Linked DNA regions of Mus musculus: region 2 is linked to region 1. The links are chromatin contacts, called in public Micro-C maps. All regions are on one chromosome and are shown on one strand. Each heading gives the region's core, a stretch centred on a gene start, on an enhancer-like site or on the middle of the called end of the contact. The rest is flanking DNA. Distances are from core to core; before and after follow the strand shown.

What was found. Hi-C and Micro-C count contacts between places; a contact is called where the count stands out from the background.
Region 2: a Micro-C map of embryonic stem cells shows a contact between it and region 1, with 9 times the contacts expected there. The contact joins the enhancer-like site here to the promoter of Tet1 in region 1. A contact is called at or near these places in 10 of 39 promoter capture datasets (the C10 cell line, the HPC-7 cell line, HPC-7-derived erythroid cells and 6 more), 2 of 484 Hi-C or Micro-C datasets (the N1E-115 cell line and embryonic stem cells), 4 of 115 datasets of contacts at active chromatin or transcription factors (all in embryonic stem cells) and 1 of 9 other capture datasets (liver).

Annotation. Positions count from the first base shown.
Region 1 is chr10:62,882,795-62,888,990 of GRCm38.p6, reverse strand. Tet1 (tet methylcytosine dioxygenase 1) reads left to right here and starts at 1,667. Exons shown (of 13, transcript NM_001253857.2): 1 at 1,667-1,819. All of the region lies in intron 2 of Gm51805 (a long non-coding RNA gene), which reads right to left.
Region 2 is chr10:63,363,140-63,369,298 of GRCm38.p6, reverse strand. No RefSeq gene overlaps it. Among named protein-coding and RNA genes, the nearest start is that of Dnajc12, 20 kb to the left of the region's middle. Within about 2 kb of position 2,603, at least 14 of the 459 cell types and tissues checked have an H3K27ac peak or open chromatin away from gene starts, as enhancers often do. A contact at or near this core is called in embryonic stem cells, where this site is marked.

The sequences.
Region 1 (6,196 bases), core at 418-2,917:
AAATTTTAAGTCCGGCATGGTGGCAGAAGCCTTTAATCCCAGCACTCGGGAGGCAGAGACAGGTGGACAGGGGTGTTGGGGCTGGAGAGATGGCTCAGTGGTTAAGAACATTTACTGCTCTTCCAAAGGTCCTGAGTTCAATTCCCAGCAACCACATAGTGTGGCTCACAACTTTTGTAACAGGATCAGATGCCCTCTTCTGGTGTGTCTGAAGACAGCTCTAGTGTACTTGTCATATATATAAAATAAATAAATAAAATCTTAAAAAACTATTACAGGGTCTCACTCTATTAAGGCTGGCTGGGAAAAGAGATGTTTGCCTGGTTTTGCTAGAGTGTTTTGTCTTATTTGTCTAAAAACTTATCTGTCAATATTTCTCGCACTTTATAGGTATGGGAAGGAGAATCAGTTCAAGGTCAAAATCTAATAGAGAAAGGGAATGAAAGAAAAATAAAGAAAAAAAGAGAGAGCCAGGTTTGCTTTTTTCTATTGCAAAGATTAAATTGAGGCCTCAGTCTTCACCTCTGAGCAGAACTCAGCTAGAAGTGCATTTCTGACCTCCAATCAGGTTACTTTATAATCCCAGCACTGGAAAGGCTGTGGCTGGAAGATTCCTGCCTTTGAGGGCAGCCTGGGCTACACAGAGACTTTTAAAAGCTAAACAAACAAACCCGTTATAGCTGGTACCTAGTTAAGAATACATTTAAAGGATTTATTTAGGGTGTAAGCTTGACAGTTTGGGACTATTTCTCCGAACAATCTAGGGACATTTATTTGTTTTATTTTGTTTTGTTTTTTTGAGACAGGATTTCTCTGTATAGCCCTGGCTGTCCTAGAACTCACTTTGTAAACCAGACTGGCCTATAATTCAGAAATCCACTTGCCTCTGCCCCCCAAGTCCTGGGATTAAAGGCATCTGCTAGGCTATCGAGGGACATTTATATACCACAGTTCAGGTATGGAATTGGGGGAGTGGAGTGTAAAGCCACAAGCCAGTTTTCTCCCTTCCACCTGAAGCAGTAGATTTCCTTGTCTAAGGGCAGACTTCTGGAAGAAGAGAAAGCTATCTTACCTTGGGATATGCCTAGTTAAAGTCAAGCCTGAACCTCATGGCAGGAATTTCTCTCTTACTGTATTTCCATTTCCTATAAAGTGATTATGATCACTAATGAGTCCGCAGTCAATGGCTAATCAAAATAAAGATGTAGGGAAAAAATCAAAGCTAATTTGATTTCTCTTTGGTCTTGAAGTTGGTTTGACACCTCTAGGATGTCACCTGGATGACCCGACTCGCTTCTGGAAACATTCGTTTTCGAGATACCTTTACTCCCATCTGATTAGAGATACTCTGACTCCCATCACTGAAAGAGATGGTGACCTGTAGATTTCAACACTCCTTTGACCTAAGAAAAAAGGGGAGGGAGCGCGGGCGGAATTTCAGGAAAGCCTAGGAAGGAGTGGACAGGAGAAGGGTCGAGAGGAGTCCGGCTCCGATTTGGGAAAATCCAGCTCGCATTTTGCCTCTCGCTCAGCGGTACAGGGTCCAGCAAAGGCTGTGCCCCAGCTACACTCCTAGAGGTCTGTACTGGGGAGACACCGCTGCTCTGGGGGGGGGCGAGGGCTGACCTGGCTGGGAGTACCCGCGCACTCCGCTCGTGGAACACTGCACTCTGCAACTGGTTTGTACAATCCCGGGGTCTGTATTCGCCCCTGGACGTCCTCTCCCTCCCTGGTCATGTACCTCTACCTGCCTCTTCTACGGGAACATTCGCGGAGCAGCTCCCCAACCCGGGTGCTCGGGCCCTGACCGTGCCGGATGGTAAGTGTCCATCCTAGGCCCGCCTGAACTCCTTGGCGCGTGCCGGAGCCTCAGGCTCCAAAGTTGCACGGACCAAGACCCGCTGGAAAGTTTGTCCAAGGATTGGTGCAGGCTTCTAGCAGGGGTGACCCGCGCTGCCCTGGGATCCAGAGGCAGTTTAGGGTGAGCTGGGGCGGCAGCAAAGAGCCGGGGAGTTGGGAGAGGGTACTACTCCGTGGCGGGACGGAGCTGGGGGGCGGATCTCGATCGGGCTAGGACTTTGCACGCCGCGATGCTTGGTGATGACTCGTGCGAGTCAACTCCGCGCCACGACCCCCTATCCCGGGCCGCTCCGGGTCTTTCGTGGCGGGTGACTAACAATGCTCGCGGGGGACCTTACAGCGCTCCCCAGAAAGTTTAGTTAGCCCTGGCTAGGATCGGTTCGCATGGGGACCTCCAGACTTGGCATCAACTGGAGATCCTGTAGGGGAAACGCATGTATGGCCTCTGGGAGGTCCCCAGACAGGAGTTCTTAGAAAGTCTGGGAGTCTGCCTGTAGGGAGGCGATAGCTTTTGCCAGCGAGGAGTGGGGAGCGCGAGCTGTCGGGTTCAGAAGTGTCTCACGCGTTTGAGACGTACCCCATCCTTCGCGGATGAACCCTAGAAAGGGGTTGCTGGGAGCCACTTCGGGAGTGCAGGGGACCTGGAGGTCTGGGAAAGGCTGGTCCGGAATTGGGAGGTTCAAGAAGAAGCAAGAAAGTAGGATATGTTGCCAGCGCCGAAACGCAAGTTTTTGGAATGCTACTGACTGGTTCTGGGATCCTGGAGAGGGGATTGAGGGCGTACGTGTGCTCGCAGCGGCAGAGTGAGTGCCTAAGACTTATCGTGCTGCACGTGAGCTCCGGGAGCTCGCGGTCCCTGCCTGGGCTGAAGAGACCACCGCCTACTCCGCGGGGTAGGGAAGCAAATCTTCCTTTTTCCGGAGGGGTGTGCTCGCCTATGATTATTCCAGCGCTGGGTTGGTAAAGGCATAGAGATCTCCGTGAGTTTCAGGGCAGCTAGGGCTGCATGGTGAGACCAGTCTGAAAAAGCAACTTCCCCTTTCTCTTACTCTCTCCTTCACCTCCAGTGTTCGCCCATTAATCCACAGGAATGAGTCAGGAAAGAAGTGTCCGGCTCCAGTTGCCCTTTGGGAACTGAACTGGGTACGTTTCTGACCCACTAAAATTAATGTGACTTTAAGAAAGACTTAATGCTGGAGCAGCGATAAGGATTCCCTGACTCAGCCGGGCGTGGTGGCGCACGCCTTTAATCCTAGCACTCGGGAGGCAGAGTCAGGCGGATTTCTGAGTTCGAAGCCAGCCTGGTGTACAGAGTGAGTTCCAGGACAGCTAGGGCTACACAGAGAAACCCTGTCTCGAAAAAACAAAACAAAACCCAAAAAAAACAAACAAACAAAAAGGATTCCCTGTCTTCCCCACCCCCACAACTCTTTCCAAGTGAACCAACCATCCTGAGCTGAGCGGCTACTGAGGAATTTGCAATGACTTTCCAGACCTTGGGACTACCACGACAGGATTGGTTTGGGGTGGAGTTGTGCGCTCACGCCGGATGATTGGACGAGGGGGCGCCATAAAGCAGCCCTTCCCCTCAGGTATTGGTTTCTTTTCTTTTCTCTTTTTTCTCTTCTCTTCTCCTTTCTTTTCTTTTCTGTCTTCCTTTTTTGTTTTTTTTTTTTCGAGACACGGTTTCTCTGTATAGTCCTGGAACTCACTTTGTAGACCAGACTGGCCTCGAACTCAGAAATCCTCTTGCCTCTGCCTCCCGAGTGCTGGGATTAAAGGAGTGCCCTACCACGCCCGGCAGGTATTGGTTTCTTGAGGCAAAAACAATTTGGAGAGTATATTTAGATTCAGTTACACACAACTGAATATAGTTAATTAGGTATTTATGGGTATAGTGAAGCTTAATGCTTCCAGACCAGCCGCTAATAATTAAAAAGAATCTCAGATGCTACAGTTTATGGCTTCCTGGGTTTTGATGTCTGTTTTAAAGAATTTATGTGTGGTAAGGTGTCACTCTATTCCAGACTGACTTGACCTTTACTGGCAGAAGCTGGTCTCGAACTTATGACTCCTCCTGAATATTGGGATTACAGATATGCACCCTCCACTGCTGTTGCCTCTGGTCCTCGCGGTGATACTCCTGCCTTGCTCAGCCGGTGTTCTTGGCTGTGAGTGCAGATCTTCATTGATCATATAGGGCATTGCCCTGGTCTTCATATCCCCAATTAAGCATTTTGAATTGGGGTCTTTTTAAAAATAAACATTTGGAGGAATAGGATTTATTTAGGGTCTTTAGTAGGCTGGACTAAATGACTGTAGAACTCAACATTTTAATGAGTTAACTATTGCTCTCAGATTCCCTGCTTCCGCTGAAGGGGTGGGTCAGAGGTTGGAGACACCCTCCTCACCCTTTGTCTCTTCCTTATCTACCTTCTTCCCCTCCCCCACCTTCTGGACACATCCTTCCTGCCTCCTTCATTTCTTTTCCCCCTTGTCCTTAAGAAAAAAAAAATTTTTTTTTAAACCTGTATGTCTTTTGATTCTCCTTCCCCTACCTGACCTCAGTTCTCTTCTGTTGTCTTTAACTCCTTACATTCTTGTGAATTCTTGGCTTTGCTCAGTCGTTTGGATTTCTATCTTTTCACCTTATAAAATGTATAAGATACTGTTCCTTAGCCTCTTCCTGTTCTTCCTTAAACCGCCTGGCTTTTGGAAGAGACTTTTAACCTCTTTTTTTCCCCTGTTCTCTTCCATTTTGGTTCTCTTTGCGTCCCCCACCCGACCCTGCCCCCGTGGGGTGTCCGGGGGTGTTTTACATATGGAAGGAGGCAGCTTTCAGCTGCATTTCCCTGAGCAGCCTCTCCGAGCGCCCCAGGCTTTCACACTTCCTGAGATAGCCTCCCCCCCCCCCCCCTTCAATGTAGAATCTAGTTGTGGGGAAATCCAGCCCAGTGTCAACTTTTTTCAGAAAATGCTTTTAATAAGTCTTATATTAGTCTTAGTGTTTGGTTTGGTTTGGTTGGTCCAGGGGAAAAGCCTTTATGGTCTCTGGGCCTGAAATCAGTTTGCGTGTAGCTTTAGGCATGCAAATGACACTTTAGCACCGGCGGCAGCTGGAAGGATTGCAGTGTTATTTCAAATTGATGTTTGGGCTCAATGGTTACTTAAGAAAGTGCAGCAGCCATTGCCTGCTCAGGGGACTTCCAGAGGTAAGCAAGAGAAGAGATTTTCGAGGGAGAGGAAATTCCCCGATGGTGCCATCAATACTGTAATTCACGGCCTACTGGTATTGTTAGGAAGCTAGCCTTTCATTTTTTTTAGGTAAGGAGAATAAATACTTTTATTTTTTTTTTTATTTTGTTTTTGAAGACAGGGTTTCTCTGTGTAGCTCTGGCTACCCTGGAACTTGCTCTGTAGACCAGGCTGGCCTTGAACTCATGAGGTCCACCTGCCTCTGCCTCACCCCCACTACCCTCAGTGTCAACTCTGACTAGTTTTATTTTCATTTTCCTCCCTGGACAATAAGGACTCAATAGGATCCTGTCAGTTAATTACACATGGCTCCCCCTCCTGGGCCTTGCTAGATATATCTATTAAGATGGGTACCAGGTATTTTCTTATATCTGTATTGCAGAGATACCCGGATATATTCAGATATATTCTAGGTTAGAGTAAGTAAAACATTTAGAAGTACTTTTTTTTTGTTTTGTTTTGTTTTGTTTTTTGTTTTTTGAGACAGGGTTTCTCTGTGTAGCCCTGGCTGTCCTGGAACTCACTTTGTAGACCAGTCTGGCCTTGAACTCAGAAATCCACCTGCCTCTGCCTCCCAAGTGCTGGGATCAAAGGTGTGCGCCACCACTGCCCAGCTTATTATTTTCTTATTTAATTACTCATTTACTGATGTAGAGAATTGAACCTAGGGCTTCAGACATGAGAGGTAAGCTCTCTACCACGGAGCTGCATCCCCAGCCCCTTTTCCTGTCATCGTGAGACAGGGGTCTCTGGCTGGGTCTGCCTCAGCAGCTCAGGTACTTGGGATTACAGGCCTGTACTGCTAAGCCTGAATCAAACTGAGTTTTCCCAAAACTACCTCAGACTAGTTTCTATCCCTCAACCTCCAAGTGCCTGAAGACAGCCTTGAACACGACCCTCCAGTTTTCACCTTACAAGTAGTGGAATTATTGGCATCTATCACCCACCATGGCACTTTTCCTTACTATTTAGTTTGGTTTGGGGACAGGCTCTTTTATGTAGCCTGGACTGTCCTAGAAGTAGCTTTGAACTCTGCTTGCTGACTGATAGTAGACCAGGTTTCACACTTGTGAGTCTGTCT
Region 2 (6,159 bases), core at 1,354-3,853, 480 kb before region 1:
GTGTGTTTGTAGGTAAAGGAGCTGGCTGTTAAGGCTGAGGACTTGAGTTTAATCCCTGAGACCCACAAAATAAAGGAGAGAACCAATCCCCACAAACTATCCTTGACTTCCACATCTGTTCCATACCCTCCCCCTCCCACACATATATATACACAGAGTTTTACAAAAACAAAAACAAAAATGAATGAATGAATGAATGAAATAAAGATACTGTGGTGGTTTGAATAGGAATGGCCCTTATAGGTTTATATATTTAATGCTTAGGGAGTGAAATTACGAGATGTGGCCTTGTTGGAGGAAGTGTGCCACTGGGGGTGGGCAATGCTCAAGCTAGGGCCAGTGTCTGTCTGTCTCTCTCCCTCTCTCGGCTGCCTATAGATCCAGATGTAGGACTCTCCGTTCTTCCTCCAGCTCCATGTCTGCCTGCTTACCCCCGTGCTTTTCCCACTGTGATGACAATAGACCAAACCTCTGAGGTGTACGCCAGCCCCAGTTAAATGCTTTCCTTTATAAGAGCTGCTGTGGCCATGGTGTCTGTAAGAATACTAGTATATGTTCACTGAATATCGATTTTGAAATAATTCAAAACTTTAAGCCTGTCTTAGTTAGGGTTTCCATTGCTGAGAAGACATACTGTGACCAAGGCAACTCTTATAAAGGACAACATTTAATTGGGGCTGGCTTACAGGTTTAGAGGTTCAGTCCGTTATCATCATGGTGGGAAGCATGGCAGCATCCAGGCAGACTTGGTGCTGGAGGAGCCAAGAGTTCTACATCTTGATCTGAAAGCAGCCAGGAAAAGACTGCCTTCTAGGCAACTAGGGGGAGGGTCTCAAAGCCCACCCCCACAGTGACACACTTCCTCCAACAAGGCTACACCTACACCAACAAGGCCATTCCCTGGGCCAAGCCTATACAAACCACCACAGTGTCTCTTCACAGCAATAGAGCACTGATTGAGACAGATATGAAGGCAGAGGATATAGCTCAGTAGGGTGTTCCTAACATACTGGTTCAGTCCCCAGTATGGGAACAAACAAAACTGTCAAGTGCTACGGGCAGAGGGCCAACACAGTGGTAGAGAAGTTCCCTCGCATGTGCAATGCCCTGAGTCAATCAATAAGAGCTGGAGAACAGGGCAGAGCTGGCACATGCCTTTAGTTCCAGCATTGGTGAATTCCAGAATTCCAGGCTAGCTGATTCTATAAGACCCTATCTCCAATATCGTGTGTGTGTGTGTGTGTGTGTGTGTGTGTGTATGTATGAAATATAATTTGGCAAAGGGGTACATGGCAAGGCCCATGCCAAGGTGTGGCCCCTGAGTAATTACATCATGCAACAGATCAGGTATAAAGGGGGTTTACTGGGGGAAGGGAAAGGAGTGAGGGTCTGGGAAGACGGGAAGAGGCAGACAAGTGGACATGTAGACAGGCAGGCAGACAGACAGGAAGCAGACAGAGAGCCATGAGGGCAGAGAAGGAAAGAAGAGGTCAAGAGAGAATGCCGGGAACAGAGAAAGACACAGAGAGAGAAAACGGGGAAACTGAAAGGGCTGGGGTGGTAGGCAGTCCATTTATAGGCAGCCCATAACCTAGCAGCCGCAGATGACTTAAGTTGTTGCTAGGTCCCTGAGAGGAGTCTAATGGAATGGTCTGTAAGTTAACACGCCAACACACACACAGTGTTAAAAAATAACTTTCGCTTAGACATGGTAATACGTGCCAAAACTCTAAGCACCCAGGAGGCTGAGACAGAAGGGTCACAAGTTTCAGGTCAGCCCGCAGCTACCCAGCAAGTTCCAAAACAGACTGAGAAACATAGCAAGACTCTGACCAAAAATCAAGAAAGTCCACTCTGATTGCAGTTAAGGGAAGCAGTTTTCAGAGTTGAAATTACCTAATACTGAGGTTAAAGAAATTGTTGTCAAGAAGTTAGGAGCGTCCTCATGGGTACCAGTGTCCATGAGGAGGCCTTGGATCCCTTGGCATCAAACACTGTTTTCAGGAAGCGCACGGGCCAGTTCAGTGGCCTCTCACAGCTGGGTAGCACTTTCTTAGTTCCTACAGAGTTAGTGTTCGGCGGCGGGAGGGGGGTGGGGGGGGTGGGGGGTGGGGGGGGTGGTATCAATTAACAAAGAAATCTGAAACCTTCACAAGCCTCTGTGTACTAAACACTCCAAACATCAGTTTGACCTACTGTCCCGCCATGTCCTTGAGGACTCGCGATTTAAACCGCTTTGGCAGATAAAACAGAGTACGACAGTTCTCTTAAGGCAATGAGCATTTGCCAGGAAAACAACAGGTGGGTATCCCAACCACTTCCAAAAGCATCCTTCGCCTTCCACTGAAATCGGTGAAGCCACTTGAAATAGTGAGCCCGGGAGACCCCATCCCTAGAACCTCTAAGCCTTCTGAAACAGGGCTTCAGATTTTAATGAAGAGCTGAAGTTGGAAATCACTACATGCCACGTCATATCCAGAGAGTCCATCCTTCTGTCTTTACAGTGGCTGCTCATGAATCAAACAGTTCTTCACCTCCCGCAGCAAGACTCTACACCCCAGGTTTCGAGGTGCGTGGTGAAGGGAGGTGTGCTGTGCGCGGCCCCTCGGTAGCGCCCTGGGTCTCCTTATGATTGGCTCTGTGACGATGTGTCTTCCACATCTAGCTCTCTTTGGTCTGAAAGGGAATAAGTGAGTGAATGAATGAATGAATGAATGAATGAATGAGGGTAGGGCAGGAGCCCCTTTGTCTCCTCCTCCTTTTGTCCTGAGGCTATACTGGTGAGTAGGAAAACTGAAAATCCAAATTTTGTTAAAGGTGTGCTGGATCTGTATTCCTATCCCAGGCAAGGCAAAGCCAGCTGAGCCTTCCATTGTTTTGCTGGTTAAAGCTGTTTTAAGTTTTGACACACACACTTCTCCATTAGTCTCCCTTGTTCAGGATCTTTCTGGGACTGACTGGTACTGTAGCCGTTAGTATTCTAATGCTAATTTGGGTCCCCTAAGTTAGTTGACTTGAGAGGGTAACTCCTAGCTTCTGGGAAACTGCCCCAGTTAATTCTGATTGGTAAATAAAGATGCCAGCAGCCAATAGCTGGGGAGAAGAGAGGAAGAGGCAGGATTTAAGGTTCCTGGGCTTGGGACCTGGAGGAAGCAGGAGGGAAGAAGAGAGACTCGCTCTGCCTCAGGAGTGTGCAGAACAGAGACAAGAGCAGCCATGGGGTAGGGAAGCAAGGCGAGCCTTGGGTTCCGGGCCAAGAAAACGTGGCCCAGAGGGCTGACTAATTGGAATTAGGAGCAGCGAAGATGGAGCATAGAGATTAGAAGTAGTAACTCAGAGTTAGGCAGTTGCCCGGCTATTGTGTTATTTAAGGCATATTAAAATATAAAGGCGGTGTGTGTGTCTTTCATCTGGGAACATAAATGGTCTAAGGTGGGAAGGACCTCGCGCCAGGATTTATTAAAAATATTACTATTGGGCTGGAAAGATGGCTCAGCGGTTAAGAGCACTGACTGCTCTTCCAAAGGTCCTGACTGAGTTCAAAATCCCAGTAACCGCTGGGGGGGGGGGGGGGGGCGCACACCTTTAATCCCAGCTCTTGGGAGGCAGAGGCAGGCGGATTTCTGAGTTCGAGGCCAGCCTGGTCTACAGAGTGAGTTCTAGGACAGCCAGGGCTACACAGAAAAATCCTGTCTTAAAAAAAAAAAAAATCCCAGCAACGAGGCTGGAGAGATGGCTCAGTATTTAACAGCACGACTGCTCTTCTGAAGGTCCTGAGTTCAGATCTGACGTCCTCTTCTGGTGTGCCTGACAACAGCTACAGTGTACTTCATAGAATAAATAAATCTTTAAACAATATATTACTACTACAACATACACCAGGTGTAAGAAGTACACATCATCAGAATGTTTGTTGTCCACCTGTTGAAGGGCCAGGCTCTCTGCTATGGACTAGGGATACCAGATAAGTCAAGCCCAGAATGTATGTGGTATCTCTATAGTCCAGGTGGTCTTGAACTTGCTAGGGTACCTAGGCTGGTCTCTAACTCTCTGTCCTAGGATTACCAGCAAGTGCCACCAGGTAGACTCTCCAGGTATTTAATATCCAAGATAAGTGGACCTCAAAACATTTAATTAAATATTATTGTTAAACCAGGCAGTGGTGGTGCATACCTTTAATCCCAGCACTTGGGAGGCAGAGGCAGGCAGATTTCTGCATTCAAGGCCAGCCTGGCCTACAGAGTGAGTTCCAGGACAGCCAGGGCTATACAGAGAAATCCTGTCTCGGAAAATAAATAAATAAATAAATAACCCGACCCCCCCGCCCAAAAAAATCATTGCTTTTTGTTTTTCTCTTGGGCATTGTGGACACAGTGAGAACCATACAATGATGAGATCATGTTTTGTAAGAATACTAGTATATGTTCACTGAATATCGATTTTGAAATAATTCAAAACTTTAAGCCTGTCTTAGTTAGGGTTTCATTGCTGGGAAGAGACACCATGACCAAGGCAACTCTTATAAAGGCAAATATTTAATTGGGGCTGGCTTACAGGTTCAGAGGTTCAGCCCATTATAATCATGGTGGGAGCATGGCAGCATCCAGGCAGATATGATGCTGGAGAAGCAGCTGAGAGTTCTACATCTTGATCTGCAGGCAGCCAGAAGGACACTATCTTCTGCACTGGGCAGAGCCTGAGCACAGGAGACCTTACAGTCCACCTCACAGTGACACACTTCCCCCAGCAAGGCCACACCTCCTAACAGTGCTGCTCCCTATGGCCAAGCATTCAAACACATGAATCTTTGGGAAGCAAACCTAGTCAAATCACTACAAACACATTTCTTAAAGCTGGGCAGTGCTAGTTCCTGCCTTTAATCTCAGCACTCAGGCAGATCTCTGAGCCAGAGGCCAGCCTGCTCTATAGAGTGAGCTCTAGGACAGCCAGAACTACACAGAGAAACACTGTCTTGAAAAAGAGAAAGAAAAAAAGCCAGGTATGGTAGCACACAACCCTGGACACCAACACAGGGGAGAAGAGTTGGGGCCAGCCTAGCCCAGGTCACTCTAACTCTGTTACACCAGGCCTTGTGCTTTTTTTTGTTTTGTTGTTGTGTGTTTTTTATTTTGTTTTGTTTTGTTTTTTTGGTTTTTGGTTTTTGGAGAAAGGGTTTCTCTGTGCAGCCCTGGCTGTCCTGGAACTCACTCTGTAGATCAGGCTGGCTTCGAACTCAGAAATCCATCTGCCTCTGCCTCCCAAGTGCTGGGATCAAAGGCGTGTGCCACCCTGCCCGGCTCCTTCTGCTTCTTTACAGCTCTTTAAATATGTCTCTTTTTCTAAAATAAAACTGAAAGACAAGAAAAAGAAAGTAAAAGGATTTTTAAATGAAATCAAATAGCACCAGGTGCTATGAGAGCACCTGCCTTTAGTCTAGCATTTAGGAGACAGAGGCAAGGCCAGCCTGGCCTATGTATCAAGCTCCAGGCCAAACGAGATACCACAGGGAGACCCTGCCTCAAAGAACAAACAAAATAAAAATTAATAATTGTGTGGTTTGAAGGAACGTCTCCATAGGCTCATATATTTGAGTGCTTGCTCATTAGGGAGTGGCCCTACTTGAGAGGGATTAGGAGGTGTGGCCGAATTGGAGGAAGTCTGTTACTAGGGGTGGGGTTTGAGGTTTTAGAAACCCAAGCCAGGCCCAGGGCCTCTCTGCTGCCTGCAGATCCCAATGTAGAACTCTCAGCCTGCATGCTACCATGCCCACCCTCGTAAGGATGATGGATTAAACCTCTGAAACTGTAAGCCAGCCCCAATGAAATGTTTTCTTTTATAGGAGTTGCCTTGGTTATGGTGTTGAAGAACCTGCCTGACTCCATTTTGAAGGCAGGATACATTGTGCTATGTTGTTAGAAATAACTTCAAACCAGGCAGTGGTGGCGCACGCCTTTGATCCCAGCACTTGGGAGGCAGAGTCAGGCGGATTTCTGAATTCGAGGCCAGCCTGATCTACAGAGTGAGTTCCAGGACAGCCATAGCTACACAGAGAAACCCTGCCATGAAAAACCACCTCCCCTCCAAAAAAAGAAAGAAAGAAAAAAAAAAAGAAATAACTTCTCTTTTACTGTAAGAATGGAGTCCCTGTTTTTAAGTCTG